Linked DNA regions of Arachis hypogaea: regions 2 and 3 are each linked to region 1. Evidence: chromatin contacts called from public Hi-C data. All regions are on one chromosome and are shown on one strand. The core of a region is the stretch at or near the end of the contact, and the rest is flanking DNA. Distances in the headings are between cores, read along the strand shown.

The links. A called contact is a pair of places that touch in the nucleus more often than the background predicts.
Region 2: a Hi-C map of an unstated tissue shows a contact between it and region 1, with 2.3 times the contacts expected there. The contact joins the promoter of LOC112697056 here to the enhancer-like site in region 1. A contact is called at or near these places in 3 of 8 Hi-C or Micro-C datasets (leaf and an unstated tissue).
Region 3: a Hi-C map of an unstated tissue shows a contact between it and region 1, with 2.7 times the contacts expected there. The contact joins the promoter of LOC112697052 here to the enhancer-like site in region 1. A contact is called at or near these places in 3 of 8 Hi-C or Micro-C datasets (leaf and an unstated tissue).

The regions. Positions count from the first base shown.
Region 1 is chr6:97,414,583-97,418,005 of arahy.Tifrunner.gnm2.J5K5, forward strand. No RefSeq gene overlaps it. Among protein-coding and RNA genes, the nearest start is that of LOC112697053, 26 kb to the left of the region's middle. Within about 2 kb of position 1,624, at least 2 of the 3 cell types and tissues checked have open chromatin away from gene starts, as enhancers often do.
Region 2 is chr6:97,470,439-97,473,861 of arahy.Tifrunner.gnm2.J5K5, forward strand. It overlaps LOC112697056 (DNA cross-link repair protein SNM1), which reads right to left and starts at 1,762. Exons shown (of 9, transcript XM_025750042.3): 1 at 1,068-1,762; 2 at 511-691; 3 at 105-344; 4 at 1-15. The coding sequence starts at 1,674.
Region 3 is chr6:97,364,952-97,368,374 of arahy.Tifrunner.gnm2.J5K5, forward strand. LOC112697052 (OVARIAN TUMOR DOMAIN-containing deubiquitinating enzyme 12) reads right to left here and starts at 1,678. Exons shown (of 11, transcript XM_025750038.3): 1 at 1,137-1,678; 2 at 1-164. The coding sequence starts at 102.

The DNA.
Region 1 (3,423 bases), core at 374-2,873:
TAAAACGTACACAGACATGTGTACATTCAAGTTGAACCTAGCTAGAAACTTTCCGCATTGATTTTGTTTTTCTTTCCGAATTTATTTTTATAGTAGTGATTAATTATATCTCTTACTAGTTAAGGTTCTGTTAGGCTCTTTTTTTTTATATTTTAAAATAGAAACCTGCTACACATATAAGTCTTTTTGACTTACAAGTCTTATAAGTTGCTACATATACAGGCCTTTTAATGCGTTATTCAACCAGTTTCTATTTTCAAAGCGCGCTATTCACCATGTATTATGAACGACTCTTCTTCTTCCTCCTCCATAAAAACGAGGTTCTTGCCAAATTTGTTCGATCTCCTTCGTGCGTTCTCTCTTCGCCTTTTCATTCGTTGTTTTACCTGCGTTTATCACTGGTATTCTTTCTTTGTTTTTTTTTTTCGATTTTCATAGTTTCTGAAATCAAGTTTTGAAATCGTTTTGAAGATAATGGAACTTCAGAAATACACCTAAACGATTACAAAAATACACCCAAAGGATTACAGAAATTCACCCAAATGATTAAAGAAATACACTCAAAAGATTACAGAAATACACCCAAAGGATTTAAGAAATACACCCAAAATTCGTTGAAGTACATCTTATGAATAATTCAGAATTCTTTCTCTTTCTCTTCTTTATCTTCTGCTGTTTCTTCTTCTTTAAAAACGATTTCAGAACTTGATGTCAAAAAACAATGAAAATCGAAAATAACGAAGAAATAAAATAGAGAGAAAAGCACATAAATGAAGAAGGAGAAGAGAAGGCGAGAAACGAAAGAAAAGAAGAAGAAGAGGAAGAGGAAGAAGAACGTACGGCAAGAAGAAGAAGAAGAAGAAGGTGCAGTGAAAAACATGCAGTAACGATTCGAAGCGCGTTAATATAAATGACTTGTAAAGACTTGTATAAAAAAACGTTTGTAGGTAAAAAATTTCTCCTTAAAATATCAAAATTATTATAGACTATATAATATATAGCGTTTGTCGAGTCACATTTACTAATTCTGATATTTTAGAAATATATATATATTCATGCTTAAGATAAAGATACTAATAAATTCGATTCTTCACATGACAATCGCATTTTGACCTTATTTAGTTTCTAAACAAAATTTCGGTTCATGAAAAAACTAATTTTTTACGAAAGTATATTTAATTTAATTGGAGAAATATAATTGAGAAAATATGTATATAACAAAGGATTTAAATGATTGAATGGACTAACCTTGTAAAACTTTGTCTGTGTGTTGTATATCATCTAATCTAATCATGTATTGAAACATTACTATTATCGTTAACTCTCTGAACTAGAATGGTAATATAAATATAATATCTAATTGAAATGACAATGTGAGGTTATTTTTTTCATATGATTATATTTTTATAAAAAGAATTTAATTTTCTTGGTCATTAAGCATTTAGTTTCTCGTGGACTTTAATTGCTTGTTGGGTTGTTGCATCTAATCTAAGAAGATATAATCTGCTGTGAAGCAAATTGGCCCAATAGGCCCAATAGGCCCAAATGACATGACAAAAGCAAAGTGAGAATGAATTTAGAAAGCTGGTAGATGCTTATGCCCTCATGGATTTGAAGCTAAAGGGGGAAGATTCTTTTGGTACAGCAACCGGAGGAATGGTTTCATAACAAGAGGGAGGATAGACCGAGATATGGGGAACTGATTGGAGGAGAATGTTTCGGCTGTTAGAAAATTATTTTAATTTTTTAATTTGTTTGTAGACAATACATATATTAATTATAATCATAAATTATATTATTTTAAATTAAATGATTTATATAATAGTGATTTCATTTATTATTGTAAATACTAAATTGAATAAATCATTATTACTTTTAATTTGGAATTAAATGAGAATAAAATCAGATATTATCTTTTGGTTAAGAAAGATCGAAAGAACCACAAGATCCAACTTCTTTCGATGATGATTCATGTTTATAAATTCAAGTACGCTTTCTCCAGGATTTTTTTCGTAATGATTTAACATAAATGACTTTGGATTAAGGAATTCTGAGAAAATTCTAACAAGTGGTATCAGAACCGTCTATGATTAAATCATTAAAAAATTATAAATTTATCTTATTTTAACTTGAATCTTAAATTGAGATTGTGAAATTAGATTCAAATATGTGTTGCTTTTGGATTGCGTAGCACATGTTAATAAAATTAAAAGTGTATATAAAATGTGCATAAAGAGTACACAAATAGTACATGAAGAGCACATAAAGAATACAAAAGCTATATTAAAAAAAATGTTGCATTCTTTTATATATGTGCATACCATTTTTTGTCTGTGATCTCAAATATTGGAGCTGTTAATTCGTAAAATTAAAAAGAATTTAATTAATTTCTTGATTATGAATACTGTACATTCATAGAATTAGCATATTTATCATAAAGCTTTTTTGTATGTACTATGATTTAATCCGTGAATCCAATTTTTTTTAATAAAAAATGAAAGGAGGTTCTTCGTTTGTTTATTTTTTTATACCATTTTATATAGATTTATTCTTTTGACAAATTCATTATTTTTTTGTTTTGCATAAATTGAATCATAATGATTGATTCTAATCGTAATAGATCAAAAAAATTTTGTCATATGAATTTGTTGAACAGTCTATGTATTTTTTTAAGGACTGAAACAACACCATTAAAATTTAATTTCTCTTAGAATTTAAGTATTTTTTTATTATTATATAAGGAAATTAGTAATAATTTAGATTATTAGACCCACCTATTTTATAAAGATTTGGTTTTGGAATAAATTGATTGAACATTATGCTGCCAAATTAGCCTCTTTTGTGAAAATTTATATGTAATTCATGCGAATATTGGTCAGCCCAGGTCTGTATTTGGCCGAATTACATACACATATTGATGGTAAATACATGTTTGGGTAACAAATAAAGAATAGAGTAATACCTATTATTTATGCGGACAATAATCGGCCCAAAGAAAGTTTATTGTTTGGCCAAATAATAAGTATTGCACACTTTTGTTTATTTTTTATTAATTATGCGGTCAATGACCAATTAATAGAAAATATATGCGGTAATAAATAGGTTGCAAAGTTTAAGTTTTCATGTGCGCATTAAGTCGGTCCAAAGAAAAGCTTAATATGTGACAGAAATTTTGACAATATTTGATTACTGCAATGAGAGTATCACTTACAGTTAATTTTCTATCCAAAGATTGAAAGTTAATGTTGTTCTAGATATCTCAATCTGGATTTTTTTCCATTATTTAACTAATATTTACTGCATACTTTTTGTTATAATCCAGAAACTATGGCTTTAGTTACCAATGTTTCTGCACAAATTAGCAGTATTCCTATGTTGAATGGTTCAAACTTTAAAGTTTGGAAGGACAACGTGGAGATTGTC
Region 2 (3,423 bases), core at 512-3,011, 56 kb after region 1:
TCCTTGGAAGGGAAACTGCACAAGAAAATCATCACTAAGGATCATAACAGCAATGATCATATATAATAACAACAAACAAAATTTTAACAAGATCAATGTCTTACTTGTACTTTGGGTTGCAATATGTAGTGTCTAAGTAAAGGACATTCACATGTTGATTTACAAGGGTATGGTAAGCTTGCATTTGTTTACAAGCTCTAAAGTCTCCGGTATGCAAATAACATTGCCCATTTGAGAGGCCAAAGTGAATCAACGCTGCACCAGGGCAATGATTAGCTTCCAACAAAGTTACTTTGACACCACAAACCACATATTCAACATTAAATTCCAAAGGGTGGATGTACCTATGACAACAAATTTTTATGAAATTGAATCACTCAATAGAAAAGAAGATTTAAAACCTCTATCAGATGCTCCTTTAAATTTTTTTCCCCTGTTTATATAAGTGAGCAACCTATAAATATCAAATAGAGTTCACGCGAAAAATTATGAAGGTTTCCAAGTTCTTACAAGGGATTTACCGAGAGACACATTTGAACAAGCCTTCCTGTAAGAGGAGAGCAATAAATGGGGCCATGTGACCATTTCTTGCTAAGGCCGCCATAATGATCGGAATGGAAGTGACTAAGAAAGTATGCAGAGCACCCTTCAATACACCCATAACGGAATGCATCAACAGTGAAGCTTGTCCCTGCATTGATAAAAAAAATCTACATTTAGAACATCCATAGCCACTGCTACAATGTTAGTTTCTCATAGAAAAAACGAAAACAAATTCAATATTGTAACAGTTGCCAAACTAAATTAGTTTCATCACCAACATTGAAAGTAACCACATCACAGTTCTTAAGACATATTATCATCCTATTATAACCAAAGAACAGATTAGGCAAAGAACACACAATAACCTACCACACATGAAGCTTTATGCATTCAATTAAAAAAAATGCTTCGGTAATCAAACAAATAAAGGCCAGTTGAAGAAGCTATAAGTTGTTGAATTCAATAACAAAAACCAAAAAACGAACGGAAAAAAAATAAACAGGGTGAAGAACTTTGGCATGAACCTGGAATTTTCTTATAAAAAGGACAGGTACGCGTCACTCTAACTTCTTCACGGCTTTCCTTTCTCTTATGAGAAGATTTTGATTTCTCGAACTCTTTCCCCGTATCGCGCAAAATCGAACCCAAATTCTCAGGTTTCACGATCTTTCTCTCAGAAGAACCAACGCTTTCGCCTCCACCGGTAAAAGAATCACATTGGTTAGGTTTGCAAGATTCAATAGACGAAGCCGAATCAGATTCGGCGGCGCCGTTTCGTTTGAATCCCCAAACCTGAAACAAATTTGCCTGCTTCAACTTCTTCGCCGAATGAACCGAACCGAAACCGCCGCTGTGTCTGCGATCCTCCGGCGACAACAGCGAGGACCAATCGGCACCGCAGCTATAGAAATCGGCGGCGAAGCTGCTCTTTCCTGCCGATGTCGCCGATCGCTCGCCGGCGGTGTTTGGTGGAGAGTCTTCGTAAGGGATCTGTGACGGGAATCCCTCCTCGTCAAGTGAAACAACGCCGGGGATGTCGATAACGCCGTAACCGTCGCCGTCTTGTGGTGATGGATTCTCTTCTAGCGCGGGCGGCACTGAGCCGCCGGCTGTGGCGGCGGATAGCGGCATCGGCTATGTGAGGGCGCGCAAACAATATCTGGTTTTAGTGTTTTAAACGAAACAGCGGGAAAATTAACCAGATTTTAGTATTTTACAGTTAGCAACTGATCGAGTATATTATATATCGCATCAATTTAGTGCACGCGAAACGCGACATATGAAGTTTATTTACTCCCTAAATTTTGCAACAAAAATGTAAGAGAATTATTATAATTTATTATTTTTAGTCATATTAATTATTATTATTTAAAAATATAGACTAATATATATTACTGAATTATAGACTAAAGATTTATTTTGGTAATTTTTTTTTTAAAATTTGAGTTATTATTTTTTAAAAAAATTTATAATAAAATAAAAATAATTTTATATTTTAATATTTTATGTAAAAAAAAAATTATTTATTAATTATATTTCAGAGATTCAATAATTTGATTATGCTTCAAATGTAGTCGAATCAGTTCAAATAAATAAATAACAAAATTATTTAAATTATCAATATAAACTTCTAAATACCTAAAATTAGTATTTTAATAATAATATAATTCAAAATTTCATTAAATTCACATTCAACAAAGCTACTAATATGTAATTTTGGTTCTAAAATTATCATTATAGGTATTTGGTGAATTTATAGGCATTGCAACCAGAAAATCTTCAATTCGGATTACGGGTGATCGCATCGTGGCTTTCGTTCAAGAATGAAAGCATGAATTAGAGCATTCACGCATTCTGTTGTGCCAGCTCATTCAGATCAACAAGGCTAGGTAGAAACCTCTTCTGCGAGGCTGGGGAAGGTAAATTGTGATGCCAGCAATTTTGAGAAAGCACAAGTAGCGGAATTTGGATGTGTGATTAGAAGTCATGATATAGATTAGGTGAAAGGTTGTTTGGATACTCTTCCAATGTAAAATATCACAAAAGTATAAAATTTTATTATTTGAAAAGACATTGTCTTAGTTTGAAAGCGTGGATTTAAGGTAATTCTCTGCAAAACTTATTCAAGAAACATATTTATTGCAGTTTAAAGAGAGATGACGGATGATGATGATTTGGTATTGTACAAATGCAAATTCAGAAAATGACTAGCAAAAAGTGGAAAATGTATTTAGCCTTGGTGCTTTGAGAAGTGAATGTTATCTCGCTTTGATGTTCAAGAAGGGTGTTTGGAGCTCGTATGAATGCATAAAATAGCTGAAATTTTCCAACATTACATATGCTCTTCTTAAAAATTCTAATGCTACTTTAGTTTTAGGAGTCTATATATATATATATATATATATATATATATATATATATACCCACCCATCAAAAATCATATATTGTTCCTAGTCTAAGAGAGTCTTTACACGAGGATTTATCATGAATAATTAATGGTTTGTAAGTATGACTTGAATGTATATTTATCTTAATACAAAAGTTTATAAGAATAAAATATAAAAAAGACAAAGTAATTTCAGTACATAAAAATAATTTAAAAAGGACATGAGGCACTCATAAATATCAACGACTAAATTTTTATAATGGTCTTTGAGATTTACGACTTTCATTATTTTAATCTTTTGAATTCAAAATTCACTCTACTGATCCCTGAAATTCAGATCCAAGAACTATATTGGTTTTTGGACTTTTTTTGAGTCAACAAACAGAATGTTGAATTAGTTCTGATTTGTTACACTAATATGTTTGTTTGAAGAGAAAATAGAAGGAAAGAAAAGGGAGGAAAGAAAATAGAAAGGAAAATGATCATTTTTCATT
Region 3 (3,423 bases), core at 428-2,927, 50 kb before region 1:
GGACAACACGAGAGCTATCATCCGGTCATCCTCAACATCTTGCGGACTGCTTAGTGACGTCGAACTGGAACTTTCACCCCAATACTGAATTCCGTTCATCATATTCTGACCTCACAACCACTGCTTCAAACTAAACTTTTATTACCAACCCACAGCAACAAAGCCTGAAAAATAATTGAAATTACTGTCATTAGAATCTCAAATAGGAAAATGCATCTATCAAACATGTTTTCACAGTTTTAGTCATCATAGGCTTAGAGCATGAGTACAACAAAAGTTGTACGTGCCGCACAACCAAGAAATTATTAGTCAGCTAAAAAGAGTGGAATGCAAAAGTATAAGGTAAAGATCATCAGAATCTTCTGGAGTAGTAGTAAGACCATAAAAAGTTGAATGGCCAATCAGTTCAACGATTCAAATATGATAGCACTATGATATGGAAAAAGACCTAAATTGATAATCACATAAAGCTTCAATTGAAATAAATAAATAAATCTTTGGTGAATAAAATTACACTTTTTTTATATTGGGTTGATAATGGTATTTTATTGGATTATAGATTGTTGGGGTGTTATTCTCAAATGTAGTTTCGTTTAATTTGGAGTACATAAATAAGAGGGTTCGATTTTTGGGAGTGCAGAAATCAGATGGTTCGATTTATAAAATCGGACCATCCAATTTTTGGATTACAAAAATCGAACCTTTTGATTTCTGAAATTGGACTGTCTTTCAAAAGAAAATTTGAGGTACACAAATCGAATCCTTCCGTGGTATAAAAAAATACCAAAAATTACAATATTTAAGTTCATCACTCATCTCACTTCCGAAGAGAAAAAAAAAAAGTTAAATTATGCTTGAACATTAAGCTACCACAAGACATAAGCTTAGTTACGATGATAAATTATTAATCATTAGTCAGTAGAATAAAAAGGGGATTAAATTGAATCTTCTGATAAAGCCTTTCAGCTAATCAATTAATAAGAGTCGGCTTCTCAGATATACACAATAATTAGATCGTTGTTTTAATCAAAACCAAATGAAGGTTAATTCATTGCAAAACAATGGCGGATAATCAACACAATCCAATGCTATGAAATAGACAGAAACACAAAAAATAAAAAGGAAGAAGAAAATACCTGCAGTTGAATGGGTAAATATGCAATGAATGAATGGGTTTGGGTTTAAGAAAAAGAAGGAAGAAGAGAAGAAATTGGGTATAAATAGAGAGAGTTTAAGAATGGCGGTTTGTGAGATTTGGGAAAATCAAGAAGGAAATCGGGAAAGGGGAACGAGGTTGTAACAGACACAACGATCAAGCTAAGAAAGATTGCCTCTGATTTTCATATTGGATTTCTTTCCCTTTCAATTCTGGGAAAGAAAAAATGAATCTTTCCCTTTTTATTTATTTATTTATTTTTTGTTATAACTAACTTGTGAATCTGTTCGATTTTTATATAATGTAGTTTAATTTAATTTGAGTTTAATTTAAATTTTAAATACAGGTTTCCGCGTTAATGACTTAGATGATATATGATGATGATGTTTTTGTTTATGGCTGAACAGATTATTTAATTTAAAAAAAATTTAAGCTGTCAAAAACTCAATTTAGATTAGAAATAATAAGATCCTATTTTGCAAAGATTTTTTCTTTTTAATAAATGTTCGTTAGTGAAAAAAAGGGACATGTTCCACATATATGTCTTTTTGACTTACAAGTCTTACAAGTTAGTACAAGCCCAATAAAAAACACGCATTATACTCCCACATTCAAGAGTAAATAAACGCACCACTTCCTGTTTTCAAAATGCGCTACTCACCATGCATTATAAATTACTTTTCTTCTTCTTCCTCCATGAAAATGAGTTTCTTGCCAAATTTGAAGATAATGGAACTTCAGAAATACACTCAAACGATTACAAAAATACACTCAAACGATTACAGAAATATATCCAAACGGTTACAGAAATTCACTCAAACGATTATAGAAATACACCCAAAGAATTACAGAAATACTGCCAAAGAATTACAAAAATTACACCTAAAGGATTTAAGAAATACACCCAAAATTCGTTAAGTACACCTTATGCATAATTCAGTATTTCTCCTCCTTATCTTCTGCTGCTTCTTTTTCTTCAAAAACGATTTCAGAATTTGATGTCAAAAAACAATGGAAATCGAGAATAACTAAGAAAGAAAACAGAGAGAAAAGCACGTAAATGAAGAAGGAGAAAGAAAATGCAAGAAACGAAAGAAAAGAAGAAGAAGAAGAAAAAGAAGAAGAAGGTGCAGTGAAAACGTGCAGTAACGGTTAAAGAAGGAGAAAGAGAAGGCAAGAAACGAAAGAAAAGAAGAAGAAGAAGAGCAGAAAGAGGAAGAAGAACGTGCAGCAAGAAGAAAAAGAAGAAGGTGCAGTGAAAACGTACAGTAATGGTTGAAGAAGGAGAAAGAGAAGGCAAGAAACGAAAGAAAATAAGAAGAAGAAGAGAAAGAAGAACGTGCGCAAGAAAAAAAAGAAGAATGTGCACTTATAAAGACTTGTATAAAAAAACGCTTGTATGCGGAGAATTTCTCGTTAAAAAAACTAATGCAATTAAATGAGTGTGTAAATTAATTTACATTATCAATACAATTAAATTAAATTCTTTAATTCATATCTTACTCTTTTTCGTTTCTCATAAGTCATAATTATTTTCCTCTCCATTGATTAATTAAACCCTTCTAACTAAAGTGTGGCTTATTACTTACTAGAGATATCTAATTACACTATAAGCAACTTAACCGAAAATGATAATAATAATAATAATAATAATAATAATAATAATAATAATAATAATAATAATAATAATAATAATAAATAAGTTATAATTTAAATGATATATTCTTTTTATCCTCACTTAACAGATCGCGAATTCAAATTTTTCTATCTTTAGTTTAAAAATAATAATAATAATAATGTAAAACAAGAAAATATGTTTCTTTTTTTCACTAACAATGTAAACCATATTTAATTAATTTGAATGAAACAACGATCAAGTTTCATTATTTTAACGAAGATAAGATTATAATATATATTATCATTATCTTTTATCTTTTATATGATGTAATGGTAGTTTAGTGAAAATACGAGTCATAAGGAGTTATCCACACGGTTGGATATTTATCAATTATCACTCATATCTCGGAACTTAAAATTCTTTCGCCTAATCTTTAGTATCAAAATCGTTATCTTTTGTAAATTTGGTGTTATGAAAAATCTAAGCCAAATGTTAATATTGTAATGTCAATGTAACCAAAAAAAAATTTGTAATGTCAATATAAATTTATATATATTTTGATAAATTTAAATTTCATATATTATAATATTAATAAAAATATTTGATTTAATTATTTATCACGTTAAATATCATAAAAAAAGAAAAGAAA